Linked DNA regions of Drosophila melanogaster: region 1 is linked to region 2. Evidence: chromatin contacts called from public Hi-C data. All regions are on one chromosome and are shown on one strand. The core of a region is the stretch at or near the end of the contact, and the rest is flanking DNA. Distances in the headings are between cores, read along the strand shown.

What was found. A called contact is a pair of places that touch in the nucleus more often than the background predicts.
Region 1: a Hi-C map of the Kc167 cell line shows a contact between it and region 2, with 3 times the contacts expected there. A contact is called at or near these places in 2 of 107 Hi-C or Micro-C datasets (the Kc167 cell line and embryo).

The regions. Positions count from the first base shown.
Region 1 is chr3R:31,712,511-31,715,595 of dm6, reverse strand. It overlaps ttk (tramtrack), which reads right to left and starts at 1,729. Exons shown (of 5, transcript NM_170566.3): 1 at 1,327-1,729.
Region 2 is chr3R:29,275,434-29,278,517 of dm6, reverse strand. It overlaps lncRNA:CR45568 (long non-coding RNA:CR45568), which reads left to right and starts at 1,410. Exons shown (of 1, transcript NR_125290.1): 1 at 1,410-2,142.

The DNA.
Region 1 (3,085 bases), core at 480-2,979, 2.4 Mb before region 2:
GTGTGGGGCAAACAAACAGAAAAGCTTTCGCGGAGAGCGGGAAATATATAGTAAAGAGCGCATAGTGCTGCTCTTGTCGTTTCATTAACAAAACAACCGCAAAATTTATGTGTGATCTGAGACTGGGCATTCGTTTCCTTTTCGCCCCAATACAAAGTATAATTCACGATTTTTGTTGTTGCTGCCACTGTGTGAAGTGGGTTAGCGAATTAAAAACAACGACAGAAGTAACAAATAAACATAACATACAAAGACAAATGCAGATCGGAGACGAAGATTGTGTTTTTTGGGCTGTGATCTTGATTTGCATAATTGAATTTGTGGCTTAGCGTGGAGCACAGGTGCAAGTGTAGAGTTGCCCCTTGGCCAGGGTTGTCAGGTTTCCTTCCTCCCAAGAATAGTAACCAACGTATAGAGTTGTAGCTCACTTTAGTTATTGCGATTAAATAAACGTAAAGCCGAGTTACACAATCAATACATTGAGTCCAAATAATTTGTGCAGTGCAAACATGTTGCGTACATGGATTACTCATTCACACATTCACTCCATTGGTTCATTCAGAAAAACACCGCAAGTGTTGCAGCCACTGGAAGCCACCAGAAGGCACTGGAACTGGAAGAGTGATCAAAAGGGGTGCGCCGGGCGAATGACGACTGGATGTGGAAGTGGGGGATAAAAAAGGAAATGGGCAACTGCAAATGACAGAGATCACTGAAGCACGACCGACAAATAAGCGGCGGACGAATCTATGTATCTAGTATCTGGTATCTAGTGTGGCGGCATTACTCCCCATGTGCCGTATACGGCATGTGTGCATTTGTATCTGTGGCTGTACCACTATCTGTATAAGTTGGATACAAAAGCGTCTTTCCAATAGGCGTGTGTTGGTGCATGTACTGAGCGTGTGAGCGGGAAATTGTTAGAAGAAAATGTATCTGCTAGGCTTTTAAGACTGCTAGATTTCCAAAACGACCCTTGGCCAATTTGTCAGGCTTTTATTGCTATAATTCTGTAATCCAAAAGCTATTAACTGCTGATTTTGTCATCAATTGTTTTCGACTCCTGCGATGTCCTGTTTAAAGTGATTAGATTCTAATCCAAAAATATAATTCAGTGAACATTCAAATCTTTAAAAAAATCACTACGGACTCCAGAAACAAAAGCCAGTTAAAGAACTTTTGAATCTTAATCAATAAAATCCTCATCTGAGATTCAAGATAAGTCTTAAGAAGGTAATAAGAATACTTAAACTTGTCGTTTAAATTTGAACACTTGATGATTTGACCTTTTTCGAAGACTATTTCGTGGATAATCTCACCACTTACCAATTTTACAAATATTCTTGGTAATCCGTTTTGCGGTTTCTTCGGCGGAAGAAGGCTTGCAACACTCGAAAGTACTTGTTGTTGTTTCTGTTTCTTCTCTTGTTGTTGGTTACACGTAATTGGCAACCGAGGCGAACACGGAGCCGAAAGCGGGTTGCGAAAAGGCAAAAGGCAAAGAAATCAGCTGAGGAAACGCCGCGCACGAACCTCCAATCAGAACTGAAACGGCAGGGATGTCGACGTCGACGCAGAAGCCATTTTACCGCATTTGTTGTCCCTGAGCTGAGCCCCAAAACCGAGAGAGAGAGAGAGGCAGAACGAGCACCACAGAGAGCCGCTAAGGTGGATACACAAAGCCGAGCCGAAGCCTTACCGAAAGCTTTGATCACACGGCACGAACTGAGCTGGGAATAGCATGGAATATGGGAGTATGGGAATTGGTAGTGGTAGTGGGCGGTATTTGTAGTGCTCCCGTTTCACATTGCTCTCCCGCTCGCAGGGCACCAAAAACGCAAGTGGATGTGGACGGATGAGCGGACGAAATGGAATGGCAAGAATCGAACATTTGAATGGGGCTCCAAATGGTTAAGAGAACAGCGCAGCCGCTGCTGGCAGCGAGAGCGAGGGAGAGCGCAGTCCCAACTTGACATTTCCATTTCGCCGCTGCGTTGGCGCTCTGCCCTTATGCTCTTTCTTCTCGCGCTCTCCCGCTGATAAGCTGGTGTTGAAAACAAGTCTCCTGCGCTCTCGCTCTCTCTCACCGCCGTGACCTGCTGCTCCACCTCTGCGCCCACCACCCCTTCGCTTCTCTGCTGCATCAGCGTATTACGAAATATGACAACAATGCAGTTTGGTCGTCCTCGTTTTCATTCTGCCGACACAGCGGCTGCTTCTTCTTCAGTCCCATCTTCACCTCTCTGCTTGTGCCTGCTCAGCATAAATGCCATCTCTCCGCTCTCTTTGGGAACACCGGAGTATGGAAGAGTGTGAGAGAGGGGGGGGGGGAGAGAGAGGAGAAAGAGAGAGTGGGTGGCTGGTGCTTGTTTGTTATTTTCTCCGCGCTGCACTTGCAAATTGATTGTATTTTAATGAAGTTCTGGTGCCCGCTAAAAATAGTCAACTCTCTATTCAAAGGGGAGGATCGTCGCCGAGGGGCGTGGTGCGGGAATTTCTATCTGGGCGCATTCCAAGTGCAGCAATATATCGGCAGTAACTAATTCCAAATGCCAGCTATTACGACAAACTGGTTTGATCGGAAAAGCGTGCCTCGTATGCTCGACTCTCTTATTCGCTCAACCTCCCACCGACTGCCCCGCCCCCCAGCGCCCCTTTCGAGAACGCTCGCGCACACTTCTAACTGAAACCGAAATGATTCCATGTTTTCCCCGCTGCACCGACTTTAAGTTGAATAATTGTTGCTGGGGTTGCCCTGCACTGAGAGAATTGTTTGCAACGTAATTGTTTCTTTACGTTTTAGAAAATATCGCTACCTTAGATAATATAAACTTTATACACTAGTTTTGCTGTGCACGATGGCACACGTAACCCACTGGTCAACTGCCTGATGGGTCTTGGGAGCGTGTCGCTTTTTGGGTAACCCCCGGGACGGGGCGTTACCTGATCCGATCCCAAGGGGGGCTGGTCGTTATTAGGGCCCATTTGAAGGATCATTAGGCATGCATGGGAAAGACCGTCAATCAATGCGTGTTCTTGGGAAACGGCAACAGTTCCCCGCATCTAAGATTATATATCTGGCATA
Region 2 (3,084 bases), core at 161-2,660:
TACAAAGTGACCACAGTTTGTTTTCATTTAAATTGAAATTGAAGTCCGGCCCCACAACTACAACTCCAACTCGAATACCTCAAGCCCCATCTCGATCCGTGGACCCCAGGCTGTGGGCTTTAGGCTCCAGGCTCCAGACTCCAGACTCATCGCAAACACAAATAAAGGCACCGACTCCGAACTCAATATGAAACTCCAACTGCGATGCAGATGATTTTCATTGTTTTGCTTCGCTGTAATTCTCGCGCTTTGAAAATTGCATTACAAACAAAGGCAAAAAATCAAGAAGAAGTCGGACAAAAAAGAACCAGAGCAAGTCTCCTTCTCTGGGGATTCTCCGCTGGATTCTCCTCTACGTTCTCCCCTGGCCAAATGACAAAGATGCTGGGGGACACAAGAGCGTGTTGCAAAAACTCACAACATGCCACGCACTCCGCTTCCCCGATGCTTCCCCAGTAGATCCCCTCCTACAAAAAGATCATCAGGTTCTCAACTTTAACTGCCCAAGTCGAAGAGCTAATAGTCTCGTAAGCATATTCATTGAAGATGTTTATGTCCTGAGTTTAACTCAGAATAAAGAATTAATATAATTTAAATGCTACTTTTTTATCAAATCGTAAAATATAGTAGAAGCATAAGTATTTAAATAAAACAAACATTCTACTTAGCTTTGCTAACTTTCAGATAGGGTATAAAGAGCTTTTCTCTGTCCAAGTCAAAGTGCGTCTCGCACCAAATCGCGCGGTTGTTGATGATGTCGTTTCCCGTCCGATAATCATGCCAATGATGAGCTCAAGTCGATTCTCGACTGGCGGTAATGATGCTGCCCTCCAACCCCCCCTCCACCAATCTCCTCCAGCTCCAGGCGCTCTCTTTTTGCCCTGCTCTTCGATCCACATGCGAGCAGGCAACCCAGCCCAGCCCAGCCCAACCCAACCCATCCCATGCCATCTCATAATTATAATTACGCCCCGGCACCGACAGACGAAGGGCCACCACTTGGTGTGACGGGGTCTTCCTCTGGAATCCCCACCAGATAGCTTCCTCTCCTCTCCAGCTTGGCGAAGCGGTGGAATTCGCTTTGCAAATAACAAGCAATTGTCGTTGTCAATGTTCGTTTCCGTTTATCCTCGATGAGGAGTGAACAGGAGGCTTCTGCAGAGGCTTCGATTCAAGCCTCCGAAGTTGCGTGTTAGGCTCCGGGGCGATTCTGACAATACACTGAAAATAATCGTGAGTACTTTAACTACGCCAACGAATGTTGAAGTCCACAAGAAGTCATAGAGATCAACATGAAACCCATGGTAAGCTAATAACTCTCACTTATAGATGACTACACATTTACACGAAATTTATGACTATAAGGGATCCCCAACTTTTTCTCCCAGTGCATACACTTGCAGTGCGTTTTGTGAATGATTCGCTCACTTTGTGCCGCCAGTTATTTACTAATGAGAGCTAATTGAGTTTAAAATGCTACTAAAAGGATATACTTTCGGTTCTGGATCTGCTGATTTGAAGGGCCTACATTTGCGCAACTGGGTGGCTGTGGTGGTCTGGAGGACTATAACGGTAGCCCAACTGGAGCAGCAAATGCCGCACGCATTTCGGTAAATGAAATTTAACAAAAGTCAAGCCGCCCGAGAAGAACTACAATTACAAGCCACGAAGATTTGTGCAGCTGTCAGTCAATGGGAAGATGGCATATCGCCCCTCGATTCTCGATTCTTACGGGGATCTCGAAATAAGTGACTGTTGATGAGCATTGTGCAGCAGGATCGCCCCAATTTGCCGCAGTGCTGACAAACAGCTAGGAGCTGAAAACTCAAAACTGAGACGCCCCCTAAAATGATACCCACTATTTTTAGATACCCCAAATGGAGCAGAAGATGCAAGGAAACCACTTCCGGTTTGGCGCGTGCTCGAAACCGAAACAAAAACCGAGAACTTGAAGTGAAAATCAAACTAATTTCTGTTAATTACTGCAGTCAATGACCGCGACGAAAACTGGATACTTTCGGCGACTCTCCGGCTTTTCATAAATTATGAAACTTTAATGACGCCACTGACATTTATAGGCCCGCAGGCAAGTTGGCAAAATAGGTCAAGCCAAGCGATAAATGATGACGCAGCATCCCAAATGAAACCAATGAAAAAAGAAATGGATCTGGTTCAGCAGAACCCTGTGGATAATCCTCCTTACCCTTTCAATGACCAAGTAAATCACAAAGGAAAATAAAACTGTCCAAAGAAAGTGTCCACAAGAGGGGCAACAATCCCAAATAATACTTGTAAAAAAAAACACAAAGATCCGAACTGCGCCGAGCTGATTTCGAATGCAAACTTTCCTCCGAGGGGCCATTTGCTGGCATTGTATGCCTAATTGTGCAACTGGGCATTACTTGCCACTCTCTGCACGGTCATTAGCCGCATCCGTGACCCTACGGCGGACACTCAACCGGGATCGAGAGGTCCTTGCATCCTGCGATCCTCAGAGTCTTACGCACCAAGGATCGCGGGATGCTGCCCGCCGCACTTTCCCATCGCAGCTTTTCCACTTCCACCCTTTTATTTTCCGCGACCTCGGGCCATAAAATGTAGCAACTTTCTGTTTGGGTTTGGGATAGATGTTGGTCCAGTTTCTGGGTTGTTTTCGGGCGGAAAAAGGGGCATGTAAATTACGAGGTTTACCCCTGCCACTCAGCATCCCATTCGCTGATCATTTTGCTTAGCGCTCAAGCGGAGTAGAAAATGTTATGCTTAATTTTAAGTGCCCTTTTTGGGACGAAAAAGCGCTGGAAAAGAATGGAAAGTGTCTTAAGCTGCTTTATGGGAATTACACTCACCTCTGCGGATCTATGGATCCGCAGATGGCCCATGTCAGACCATAACCAGATGGGATCACAAAGGTCGTTACAGCTTTTCATTTGCGTTTTTTTTTTTCGGATGAAATGCCGCATAAAGCTGTCCGAAGGCGCGATGCTGCCATTGTGATCACAACTCCCTTTCCTTTGAAAGTAAACAGCGCGATAAAGGAAAACACTTTTGGTACACAAAACTGCACAAAAATAAGCTAGAGCATTA